Regions from separate parts of the Mus musculus genome. Here region 1 is linked to region 2. A link is a contact called in public HiChIP or PLAC-seq data. All regions are on one chromosome and are shown on one strand. Each heading gives the region's core, a stretch centred on a gene start, on an enhancer-like site or on the middle of the called end of the contact. The rest is flanking DNA. Distances are from core to core; before and after follow the strand shown. Region 1 overlaps Zbtb20 (zinc finger and BTB domain containing 20). Region 2 overlaps Zbtb20 (zinc finger and BTB domain containing 20).

Region 1 (6,786 bases), core at 3,838-6,337, 130 kb before region 2:
TTCAGGAAAACTGCCATGTCTTAGTGTCGGAGCCTCTGTGTACCCCATGTAGCTTGCTTCGTACACATCCCTGGGGTGACATATGTGCAAACGAGACACACCTTTCCTTACCAGATGCCTGAAACCACAGCAGGTCCTCAGAGCTAGGAACTCTTTCTGTTGCTACCATTTCTCCACTCCATACTCCTCTACCCATTGTTCTAACTTTAAAAGGAATTATAAGGGGTGGATAATGATCTAAGTACATTATATACATCATAGGCAAATTATAATAGAGCGCGTTATTTTATATTATTAACATATGCTAATAATAATGAATGAGGAAAGTATTATAAAGGTCTAGGGTACTTTAAAAGAGCTTGTATCTCTAGTCACGCATCTTTACCAACTTAGTTTTTTACATTTCCATTTTTAACATTTTCTTTACTCCTGGCTTCAGCTTATGTTTGGCTTAAACTTTCTGAAGACAAATCAAAGAGACTTTTCTCTACTCATCTCCTCAGCCCCCAAGTCACGCGTAATCAGGCCAGGGGAGTCATACATGCGGGCTGCTCCGGAACCAGCCGCTCCTTGAAACTTGTTTTGAGCTTGGGGAAAAGGATTCTCCTAAGAACCTGCATCATCTCTAAATGCTGAAAACCACTGCCCCAGAACATTATGTACATTCAAATTAGTGAATTAGCCTTTTCAGCTACAATTAAACTACAATTGGGTCCTTAGAGATTGACACTTTTGCTATCACAAAACTAAGACTAGGCCTGGCTACCCACTACTCCTCCCACACCTCACTTGGTGTGCGTGCCCACTGCTGGGTTTTAATGTCCTGAATTATTTGGCCTTTACAGTTTTATATCCTTTGCTACATATTTGTGTGTTGAACCTGGAATATTCAATGCAAATGTTTTAAATCCTGTGTAAAACTACTCTACTTAATTCTTTGCATTTCATATAAAAAAACAACTTACAGACATATAAGGTGACTATCACTCGATTGGAAAGGGCACATGTCAATACATAACATTTTCAAGTGAGCAAAAGTAAATCTATGTAGATTAATACATCTTGTAAAATCACATAGCAGACTGCAGTTCAATCAAGAAGGAGGGACCTTTTGACAGTTATGGACACTTATGAATTTTACATGAAGTGTAAAATTACATTTTTAACATTAGTATTAAATTTGGGATTTTTTTGTTTTTCATTAATATATTAGAACAAATTTATATTCCCCCCAAATTTACAATTTAACTTCATTTTGTCTTAAAGTGTAACATACACTGAAAATTTTCTATCTTAGATTTTTTTTTGTTTTTTGTTTGTTTGTTTGTTTGTTTGTTTTTGTTTTTGGAGACAGGATTTCTCTGTATAGCCCTGGGTGTCCTGGAACTCACTTTGTAGACCAGGCTGGCCTCAAACTCAGAAATCTGCCTGCCTCTGCCTCCCAAGTGCTGGGCTCAAAGGCATGTGCCACGCCTGGCTCTATCTTAGATTCTTATCATTGGTAACCTGTGTATCATTTTATATCAGGAAAGATAGTTTATTAGTCCTCACATGTGTTGGTCAACCTGATAACTTTCTGATTTTGTAAATAAGTGCTCTTTGGAGTCCACATAGAAAAGTTACCTGCTTAGGCATAATAACATAAACAACTGATATAGTTCTCAAAGATCATAATCTATTTTTGAATCTTATTTGGTTTATAACATGCAACAGATAGGTGGTAATTGAGCATATTTTACAGAAAAGTTACTAGTCATATTTACCCTTTGCCTTTCTTGAGAGATAAATCATGCTTAAAAATGAGGGAGGGAGAAATGGGGGAGGGGAGAATATTGAACAAAGAGGAGGGAGGGGAAGATAAATGGCAAAAATATATTTAGTGTGGTGATTTGGTGTCTTGGCTTATAGAGAAGACATGAGTAGATAAAACTACAGTCTTTGAAGACTAGCCCCTTTTTATTTGTATTTCCAATTTGTAAATACTTTCAATAATTCATATACAGTCTAAGTCTCTTTTTCTCCAATTTTCATTAGCTCTATCAATTTTGTGAAAAAAAATCAGTTAAAGTACAAGAGCTCCCAGGTGTCTCTTAGACTGGTGTGTACAGTGATCCAGGCCACAGGTTTTCTTTTGAACTCTTCCTGTCCCACGGGGACCATCATCATTCACAGCTGCGTGTACCAGGCAGATTTCACACTGACCACACAGGGGGAAACATTTCTTTAGAGCCGCATCTATCATGGTGCACTTGTTCAGAAAACCTTCTAGAGAATGAGGCTTCCTGGATTTAATTTTCTGCTTTGGCCTTTTTCAATGTGAGCTGGTCCTTCAAGGTAATATCCTTTGATAAATTCATCTTGATACTTTTGGAGGCTTTATGTGACCTGGTTAAGATCACCTTGTTAGGGGGCCACAGTTTCACATTGTATATCTGATGTGATTTGGGGGCCTGGTGAAAGGAATTCTGTTATCTTAACTTCTTCTAGAAGAGTATCCATCAAAACTGTGGTGGCATTCCAGTAGTAACTGATTATTTGTTTTGTTGGTTGAGGATTGTAAGAGGTAATTATTAGACTTTTAAACATAGAATAGGAAGCTATCATGATGAACTTTCCCAAACCTGAAAGTGTCATCGTTAGAGCCATGTTTGGGTGCAGAAGTTTTTATTCCAATCACCCTGTCACAATATCACCATCAAAAACAGAGCTCTCTTCAGTACAGAAATGTTCTGTGTGCTCTTCATTAAGGTCATCGCCAGCTACGCATGGCCATTGCACACGTGGAATGTAGCTAGTGTAACTGAAGCTCTGAATACGGAGCTTTTCATTAAAGTTAAGGAATGTAAGGAGACACGCATAGCTAGTAACTACTTTAGTGCACAGGACTGCCCGTCCCTCTAGACAGGCTGTCTAATAGAGGCCAAGTGACATCAGGAAAGGTCTGGGTCCTTTTTGTACAGGAATACACTGGCCTCCATCATAGCAAGGCTACAGCTCTTGAAACTTGCTGAAGTTGGACATTAATGATTTTGTGGCTACAGGTGACAAAGTGTGGGAGCAGTGAGTCCCATCAGGAATCTCAAGGTTTTGTGGTCCACCCCTGCATTAGATTTTGTGTCTAATTCTTTGTCTTTTCTTTCATTTTCAGTCCCTTGACCACCAGTCTGTTGCCTGTTGCTGCTCTTCATGTGAGTAAAAGTGGCTTCTTTGCCTTTAAAAAAAAAAAGAAGTAGTAGATTTGGGGAAAAAAAACTCTGGGTTTTGGTGTCCTATTTCCTGGTTGACTTTACTGTGGTGTCTAGCATCCATGTTTAGCGCCTTTTCCTGCTTGGAGCCAAGTCGGGTAGTATACTGCTGAGCTGCCCTGTGTGAGGGAGCCAGCAGCCCAGCCATTGTCCTCTGAAAAGACTGCCCTTTCCCTTGCTGCAGCTGCTATTTGCAAAAGTCGCTGCTCTTCTGAACTGAAGCTTACAGTCCACAGCCAGATCTCAGCAACAGTTGGGCTTTGCTCCTCTGTCAATCAATGAGCAATTATTTATTCTTCCGTTATTCACTCGTCCCTAGGTCCAACCATTTTTAATTTTAACTTCTAGATCAGAGCTTTCATTTATTGACAAAATTTATAATATCCTTTTACCAAGAAGTACAAGCCTGAAAAGTAAATAGGCTAAAAATTTGTGCAAAATTATAAAGTCTAGGAAGAAAAATAAAAGAAATCCAGGATTCACATGTGCCTGCAAGTTTATAGAATGCGCCATTTCTTTTCAGAGAAGACAGGAAGTTTTTTAGGGGAATAAAAAGAAGAAATGGAGAAACAAAACTTGATTTAAAATGAAAAAGAGAACATTTATTATTTAAAGACCAAACCTGCCTGCACTGAGCAGATTTGGATAAATATTACTTTGGACTGCTTTTAGGAGATTCTGGGGCAATGAAATCAAATGATCAAGTCACTACCAAGAGGCACCACCTAGGAAATCCTACAGAGACAGGCAGTCATCTCAGATAATAGCTAAGTAACCGTGACCGTGGGTATCCTGCTCATTGCATCTCCCTTTGTCCCTCGATCACATTGCCACCTCCCCGTCTGTGGTGGTTCCTGTGCTGCAGTGGTCTGCACCAAATGACGAGGTCTCTGATTTCACATCTATGTGGCTTTCACTATCAGTCCTAGAAGCCTGCAGCAGACATATTTAATACAGGAGAATGCAGGGAAAGATGCTAAGGCTAAAGTCAAATGTGACATTTTATCTGACATAGGAAGGAGGCTGGTTAGACTCCTCAAGGAATGGTGCTGTGTTATACAACAGGGCCAGGTCCTACCTGGCCCTAAGCCATCTCATTCCCTGTTCATTCTCAGTGGTGATACAGCCGGTCAGCTAATGCTTTGGATGATGTTGGTGTGCATGCTCATCGTTACCACTGTGTCTTCCTACCCTTCCCTTCCCCTTCGTTACCTAGCACTGCATATTTCTAGTCCTCTGACTGGCAAATCATTTTGTAACAGCTCTTTTGTGTAAAAACAGTTCGCATAATAGCTCAGTGTTAGACAAGGCATTAATCCTCACATCACCAAGATGAGTCAGCACGATGAACTCCTGCCCGCCTAGCTCAGCTATTATGACGTCAGTGCTTTGGGGCAAGCATGAGACACAAACCGTATAGGAGACCTGTGTCACCTAGTAGAAATCAAGTCGGGAGGCCTCTAATTGAAAGTCCGTGTGGGCCTCATAGGAAATTGTGAAGCTAATTCTGTGCTACATCAGCAGAGCAGTTTCTGGACTTTTTTTTTTTTTTTAGCAGAGTAAGGCTGGGAAAAGAAAACCGTGTCACAAGCTGATAGTCCATTCATGTACTCATGACCTTGTCCTACCCCAAGCCAGGCTTCATGCTTGCTTGCTTGACTTGTTAGAAATCCTCAAGTTGCCTTTATGCCAGCAGGATGACGGAGCCAGTAACAGTCCCGTGTCCTCAAGTGCTCCCATGGACAGCAGCTGATGGCTCCAGGGTGCTGCTCTAGAGGCCCCTCAGCAGCAAAGGAACAGTTCCTTGGGAACAAACCAGAGCATTATCCCCAGGGCCTCTCCTTCCCAAGCGCCTCCTCAATGACCTCCTCGGGACAGGTGCAAGACTCAGCCTGTTTGACCTTCTGTCCTTGGCACTGCATGCAATGTCCGCATCTGGAATTGACCCAGATTTAAATAGGAGTTGAATAGCTGCCACGATTTCCTGCAAGAGTTTTCTGTCCCATTATTCTTCGGCAGAAACAGAAAGGAAAACTCCACAATCTACCACGCTGCCTCAAAGCAGATGACACAGACTAGCCCTGTTTGGGGAGCCCAGTTCTTGTCAGCAAGGCTTCTCTGAAATTCAGACCCAGATATGTTCTCTTGCCAGTCCTTTACAATATTAAAAGTTAATCATCAGAAGGTGGTAATGTATTCCATTACTGACATTCTGTATTAAAAAGATGCTACATCACAGCCTCCATCCTGCCCTGCCCCATCTAACTCTCACCCAAGCCAGTCACCAACCCCTGTGATAACCCAGAAAATGCCTCAGTGCTGGGATTTTCCACTTTCATTAGAGTGCTAGTAGTCTCTTACCATGCTTCTAAGAGCTATGGCTACTGCTTGGCTTGGTTTTGATTAATTATGCACAGTTCTTTATTTAGTTTTCAGTCAACAAACGTTTATAGAAAGCCTGTAACAGTGCTTAGTTCTGGGAACTCCAAGATAAATGAGAAATGCCACCTTTCATTAAGAATGGCACAGTCTGGGGTTGAGAGAACAGCTCAAGCTGGAACACTTGTAGCTCAGTGAAGTGGAGCGGGAGTGCAGGCCTGGGCTTGCCCCACAGCAATGCAGAAAAAAAAAAGAAAGAAGCCCTCAGTGTTCTAGGGACGATGACCATGTGCAAAGGCTGTTTTGTGACCAGCACTGGAATTCAGGTATCTCCAAATGCTTACCCATAGAGAAGGTTCAAGCTGGCTCAGAAAGTGAAAATAGTGACTAGGGGTTTACCAAGTGGGCACAGGAGGAGAGAGAGAAAGGGGTTTGTTGTTAGAGAAAACAAGAGCATTTAAAAGTGAGAAGGCACCAAGTAACCGCCAGGTCTAGCTACTGAGTTCTCGAGTGTGCTAGCATGTGATAGACAGGAGTCAAGTCAAAGGGGCCTCTGATGCCAAGCAAAGGAGTTTAGACTTGATCGTACACCCCTGAAGATAGTTTAAAGAAACCTAAGGCAATTGCTTAAGACTTGAACTGTGCAGTGAGTGAACTGTGCAGTGAGTGGAGATGAGATGTCATTTCAGAGTGCTGACTCAGGCATTAACATTTGTGTAACTCAAGCATATCTTTGCCTTGCCCTTTAGGAGAAAGGCTGATGTTACCGTGGTTGCCAAACTTAAAGCCAAACCCATCCTTATGGGAGTTCCACTGAAGGCCTCAGTCTAGCATCACACTGAGCTGCTGCCTGCTAGCCTTGAGATGTACAGGGTTCTTCTGCCCACAGGGGGCATGGGATAGCTAGGAGAGAGAATATGAGAGACAAAAGCACTTTTAAATAATGGCTCTCTAAAGTCAATCAATTCCCGATTTCCTGTCATTTTTCCATTGCTGCCTTTTTCTAAGCAAAATTTCCAAGCCATTGAACTGAATTGAAACTTATGCACAGCCGGGTGTTGAAACAATTCAGTATATTCATTCCTTCTCTCTGAATTAGAGTTCACCATAAGTGTGCTTTTCTCTCGTTCACTCTGGGCTGCCAGGACAATTTTAAAGGAGA
Region 2 (6,432 bases), core at 2,662-5,161:
AATGAGAATTATTCTCAGTTACCTGGCTTGGGTACCATTTTCATTTCTGAAACAGTTTGCAATAGTTAGGAGGAAAATAAAACCTGAAGAATAAATTCAATGAGGCTTGCTGACTTTGTCCCTGCTTCCTGTCCTGTGGTACCCACATAGTTTGGGGCAGTATGTGGAGAGGTTTTAGACATTTGCTTCTCTTTCTTCCTGAGTGTTTCTGCTGGTGGGTGTAGAATTGCAAGGACACACATGGAGGAACTTGATCTTCAAATCTTCCAGTAATAGCTGCAGATTGAAAGCCAAAGCAGATTATGTGCAAGTCTGTATACATCCCAAGTCAGAGCTTTAAAATGATAACTTACTGAGTCATGAGTTCTGCATCTTGCATGCAGAATTTCTTAAATCACATGTTGATGGCTAATCAGCAGAATCCAAAGACGCAAATTAGATGGTACAATATTTACAGAGAAAATATATGTGTAGCTCACAGAGTAACGATCCTCACAGTTACCATCCCACCCAAAAGGGAAAAAAAAAAAGAAGAGGCAGCAGCAGCATTGCAATCTGAACTCTCAGTATTGTAGCCAAGAAGGGAGCCCGTCTAACAGTAGAAGGAACTGAAGACAGAATATTTTTGGTAGCAGGGGTCCAAACCCTCTGAAGAGTCAGAAGCAGCACTGCAAGGTGAACCATTCCTGTTATTCAAATAACATAGCCAGTATATGTGTGTGTCATATAACTTTTAATATTAATAATATATTCTTATATAATATATAACTCTCAAATAATCTTAGAAATATATATGGATGCATATATATATATATATATATATATACTTTAAAAATATTTGAGAGCTTCATATGTGTATATAATGAATTTTAGTCATTTCACACATGCACACACCCATTACCTTCCCATCCTTTTCCTTCTCCCTCTGAAACTGTTCAATCCCAGCAATGCCCCCCTCCCTCCTTAATGTCTTTTGTGTGTAGTTATGACTCTGTAAGTTTAGTTACAGTTTCTTGTATGGGCAATGGTGACAGGTTATGTCATGGAGCCCTGGTCAGCATTAATTATCAGTAGTTCCTTAGGGAATCATGGAGTCTCATGAGCCCCTCCTCTGACCATGAAGAGATATTGAGGCACGCACTCTTGTACAGGACTGATGTGGATACCTGTTGTTGCAGTGATATGTCATCTCTAGAATACCTCTTTTGCGACACACCTTCCAGTCCTCTTCCCTTTGATGATGTTCTCTGAGTCTTGAAGAGGGCGGTAGATGTCCCATTGAAGTCTCAGCTCTCTTGTGTCTGCTTAACCACTGCCTACTGCAAAACAAATCTCCCTGATGAAGGCAGCCCTGATCTGTGTGTGTAAACATGACTGTTTAGAAGGCAGTTTGACCACATGTCCATTTATCCGAGTGATGGGAGTGTGTTTCCCTAGGACCGATGGTCTCCCAGCCACAAGCTTTGGACAAGGTTTACTGTATCAGAATGAGCTCCCTCCTTGGAGCAGGCCTAAACTCCAGTCAGAAAGGGGTTAGCCATAACATCCATGCTCTGGCAGCTTTAAAAAAAGCATTACATGTGAGGAGGGGACACACACATACTCCACAGCATGTGTGTAGAAGCCAGGGATAACTTACTCGTTCTTTTCTTCCATCGTATAGAGGCATGGGTTGGACTCAGGTCATCAGCTGGAGTAGCAAGTATCTCCATCCACTGATCCATCTCAAAGGCTCCTTGCCAGTTCTTGTAACTCCTTATTTTAATAATTTATTATTTACTTATTCATACATTCATTTTTGTCATTCTGGGAAGCGGACCTGTTGCCCCACACTTGCTAGGCAGTTGCTGTGCCGCTGAATGGTCAGCCCCAGCTAAAATGTTGAATGCCTGTTTTATCCAGGCAAACTCTGCTGTTGTCCATTTCCTCATCTCTTGGATCCAGTAAAGTGCTTAGCCATAGTAGGTGTTCAGCCAGTGTTTGCAGAATGGATGACTGAAGGAGATAGGGCAGCTCAGGGAACTGTACTACTGAGCATATTGCAGGGTTATAATATTGAATTGAATTTTTCCACTCAGCAGACCTACATAACAAAGTGCATCCCAGATACCCTCAGGTTTGTATGCTGGGAAAACAGAGTGCTTTCTCTTGATCATAGACCGCTACATGTTTTGATTTTAATAGCAATATGGCAGGGTTAAGGTCAACTTTGTAATATAATCTGGTGCCTGTTTGTTCATAGATATGAAAATAGATGTTCTTCACAAGATGCTCAAACAGATGATTGGGTGAAAGCTCTAGAAAACCTTGCAATAACTAAAAGGAAAGATCTCCCACTTCTGCTTTCCATCACTGTCAAATGGGGTACAGTTTTGTGCAGCCCCAACCATTCTTTCTTGTCTCATCATCTTCCCAGGTCCAGTCTTTGTCTGGCGAAGGCAGCATATGACTGTTAGTATAGCAAGGAGATGGTTCTTGAGAAATCCAGCCCCCACACACAATGCTCCAGAGCTCCTCCCCTGGGAATGGCATGATTGGATCCGCAGCAGGCAGAGCTGGCCCAGGGAAATAAGAGCTTGGCATAGAATCTTAGGGCCCTCCTGCTGGAGGGGCCCTCAAGAGAGTTGCTTCACACCCACCCTCCTTCAACTGGCTGGACAGTAGAAAGATGTGTAAGAAAACAAATTCCTGGCTGAATGAATAGAGGATTAAGTGAACGAGAGATGAGTCCCCTGTTCCAGAAGTCTCTGCCATCCCACTTGAATAGAAAGGCTAACTTTGAAGCCACTCTGTTCTCCATGGCATGATTTTGTATATACTCAGCTTTGGAATATGGTTGCCATCTGCTGCCAGTACATAAGACTAAGGAAGTATTGGGGTGGGTAGGAGGAGGCTGGGAGGAAAGAAAGAGACACTTAAATGAGCTAATGATCTGCTTTGTGTTGGAGTCTAGGTTTCAGAACATCAGTTCCGTACTGTAAGAACAAAACACCAGTGTGTCTTAGGCCACACCAGGCGCCGGCACATCAGATAAGGCCCATGCTGTGTAGTGTTCAGCCACTGAGCCTCAAGAAGTTTTGAAAGTGAAATTAGAGGAGCAAACCAAGGAAGCCAAAGTGGGAAAGCTCTTAGGGTAAAATATGATCAGAAGGACTCTGCAGATATGTGTCTTCGAGGTTACAGTAGTTCAAACATGACTCTACTAATTAAAGACTTGGAAAATAGTCTCAATCCTAGGAACTTAAAGATCTTTAAACTAAAGTGGAGACTTCTCCATCTACTGCAAAGGCATTGTGAAGCTTTTGTACAGTCACAGGATGAGAGTGACCCAGCTATTGTGCATTGTTGTGCACTTAACTATTGATTAAGAGCCATAGATTGCTGTCCTGGCAGCAGGAGTGGGTGGTCTTTTACAAGCAAAAACCCTGGTAAGCAAAGCCAGCAAAGGCAAGACCATCTATCTCTGAAAAGCAGTGAATAGCTCAGAGAGCTTCCTCTTTCCCTGATATTATCTGTATAAATTACCAGTTATGGCACAGGATCATGTTGATAATTTATATACCAAAATGACATGCCAAAGAATAATAATTAAGCAGAGATGTACACTAGTGAAAAAATTATCCCAGCGAAGTTTACTTTTGAGAAAGATTAGCTAATTAGCCAAGTATGACATTTGAAGGCAAGTCCCCTTCTACTCTTAATAGTAGCTCTGTCTCCACTTTGAGGAGTTAGCAGGATTGTAGGGCAGAAATATTTTCTGGCGTGAAAAGGAAAGAATTCCTTCATTACTATAAGCAAAGTGAGGAGACAGGGAGAGTTGTGGAAAAGCAGAAAATCAGATCAGCACGCATAGAAAGTGGTTGCAAGAGCATGTCGACCTCAGAGCCCTAGAATGACCAAGCCAGGAAATATTTGTTGGCTGTACAAGCTTTGGCCTTGATTCGTATCTGCCATCAGAGCGAAGTCATCCACAGCTGTGATGCAACCACAGAATGTTATTAATGTCCTCAGCCCCTCTCATATGCAGTCTCTCATCCCAGGAGCCCAGTGTGCCTTAGGACTCTGCTTGGCTTCTCCCAAGACAACCCCATGGAGCATAAACATCTTCATTTATAGATGAAATAACTGGTCCACAAAGGCCCGACTCTGTTCTCTGGCTTCAAATGTGAAATGATTAATAGTCATGATGCTGACCCAGCACGTTGTGCTATTTTTTACATTATTTTGGGCTTCTCAGACAAAGGACATATTTTATCTTTCTCATTATTATTTTTAATTACTTTTCAGAAAAGTCAAGATAAAAAAAAGAAGAAGAATCTAACAAATATCCCATAGAGATATTTGGTATTTTCTCTCTCTCTTTTTGAGAATAAATTAAGATCTTCTCTGCTTCTCTATGCTGGATCTCTGCAGATAGTCACAGTCTCATGCCAGTTTTCAGAGGAATAAGGGCTCATTCTAATGGCTGCATCACAGTCCCTTCTGTGAAGAAACAGCCTTTTAAATTCCTGTCTGGACACTGAATAACTTGTTTTTGGTTTAAAAACTTTTAACAGTTTGACCTGAAAACTTTTAAACATTACTAATATACAACCTGGTTGTGAGTTTAGCAATAAATTTAGACCCAGTATGTGAAAAGCCAAAGAGAAGACTAGTGGCTTTTATTCTCCCTGGTGACCTGCACTAAATGTTGCATATTTACTTTGTAAATGAGGACACCCAGTGGCCAGCAAGTGAAAATATTCTAAACAATCCCCGACACTGTTAACATAAATATAAAGAGCTGTTGTCAGCACCCATTGATAGATAGCTTCTAGCATCTACTACCAAGCACTGGTTTCCCTGGGTCAGGCAAGAGTGGAGCCTGATAATTTTCTACCTCACTTTCCAGACTAGGTGTCTCTTTCCCTTTCATATAAACGTGGCTCGCCATCTTTGGCATCCACTGAATCGTCAGTGGCAGAAGGGCCTAGTAGAATATTTCTTAGGACAGATGAAGTCAGGAAGTTGAGAATAACTTAACAGAGATCAGAAATAATAAACAGATGAGTGTGGTTTAAAAGAAGTGAGGTAAGTTCATAAACCATAAGTTCATGGTGAAGACAGAGCCATGGTTATTAACTAATGAGAGAGTAAGGAAATTAAAAACAAAACCCAAGAGGAAGAACAGATGTGGGCCACCAGGGACTAGAAGGACCTCCTGGAACAACGGGTAGGCTCACCTCAGAGCAAATGAGCCCTGAGCTCCACTTATTCTCAGCAGTGTCTGTACAGTGTCTGTTATGGAGAAGTAACCAAAGAGAACACCTACCCCTTTGGGGGAATGTGTGGGACAGTGTCAGGGATCCAGTTAGCAACCTGTGTTCTTTCAGTTACAGTTAGAGTTGTACTTGTATTTGCAGTAGGTAAGGTAGAGCTGTCTTATGGCTGTAAGACAGGCACAAGGGAAAATGGGGAAGGCATTAACTTACTGTCATTATAAACTATCTAGTATGTGTGTAAAGTACAGCTATATTCTTAAACATTCAAATATGTGAACCATTTCCTTGTTTTTCTTAAGAAAATTAAACCTAAGACTCCTGGGTGACCAGTTTATATAGAAACCTAATGAAGTCTCAAGACTGTCTTCCCCTCCCCAGATTTGTACAAGACATGGGAAATCTAGGGAAGGGGTCACATCCTTGGTCCATAGTGAGCTTTGTAGTTGGCATTGCTTGACTCTCTGATCCTTTTGGCTTCTAGGAACTACTCCACTCTCTGTGGTTATAGATGCCCTCAACATGGAGCCTGAGTCCCTCGGATCACTCTTTCTCTCAGAACAGTTAGTGTCCCTTTATGTCTAGCCCCCCAAAATATGCAAAGACATTTTCCACAAAGGCTTATGTGCAAGTTGACTTGTTTCAGTTCTCTTTTGTTTTGTCTGTGAGAGCCTTTGCTGAGATAGGGTCTTACCACATACCTTGGACTGACAAGTCTCCCACCTCAGCCTCCAGGATGCTGTGACCACAGAAATGAGCCATCGCTTGCTTACCTTTAATATTTTAAAGGAAGATGATGATTTTTCTTCTCAGTAATATTACCTCAATCTGACTTCAAAGCATCAGACTCCCCCCTTCATATCCTAGAAAGAGTCCTAATTAGTTCCCTTTAGAAGACCAAATTGAGAATGAAAACCCTTCCTTGTAGGGATTAATAAACTCTGAAACCACAGCTCTTTTGGATGAGGGAGCCCATGTCCATATACAAACACTCAATGCTTCTGATCTACAGGAGGAGGAGAAATGGGACTCTCTTATAAACGCCTTCTCATTCTATAACAACAAACGAAAATTTAATAATTCTACTTATACCTCCAAACCAGTGGAAAGCAGGAAAAGGAAGAACTCAGCATAAACCCTAGTAATCATGTGAAGTGTCCCAGAGAAAGGAGAG

What was found. HiChIP or PLAC-seq counts read pairs in DNA pulled down with a chosen protein or histone mark.
Region 1: a contact with region 2 is called in an H3K27ac HiChIP or PLAC-seq map of heart atrium, with 11 read pairs. The contact joins two enhancer-like sites. A contact is called at or near these places in 15 of 484 Hi-C or Micro-C datasets (the C2C12 cell line, Sertoli cells, adipose-derived mesenchymal stem cells and 10 more) and 1 of 115 datasets of contacts at active chromatin or transcription factors (heart atrium).

What each region holds. Positions count from the first base shown.
Region 1 is chr16:43,459,799-43,466,584 of GRCm38.p6, forward strand. Zbtb20 (zinc finger and BTB domain containing 20) reads left to right here. Exons shown (of 11, transcript NM_001285805.1): 5 at 3,149-3,188. Among named protein-coding and RNA genes, the nearest start is that of Gm15713, 43 kb to the left of the region's middle. Within about 2 kb of position 5,088, at least 151 of the 459 cell types and tissues checked have an H3K27ac peak or open chromatin away from gene starts, as enhancers often do. A contact at or near this core is called in the C2C12 cell line, adipose-derived mesenchymal stem cells, cerebral cortex and 5 more, where this site is marked.
Region 2 is chr16:43,588,295-43,594,726 of GRCm38.p6, forward strand. The region is part of intron 9 of Zbtb20 (zinc finger and BTB domain containing 20); the gene reads left to right. Among named protein-coding and RNA genes, the nearest start is that of Mir568, 49 kb to the right of the region's middle. Within about 2 kb of position 3,912, at least 70 of the 459 cell types and tissues checked have an H3K27ac peak or open chromatin away from gene starts, as enhancers often do. A contact at or near this core is called in the C2C12 cell line, adipose-derived mesenchymal stem cells, cerebral cortex and 5 more, where this site is marked.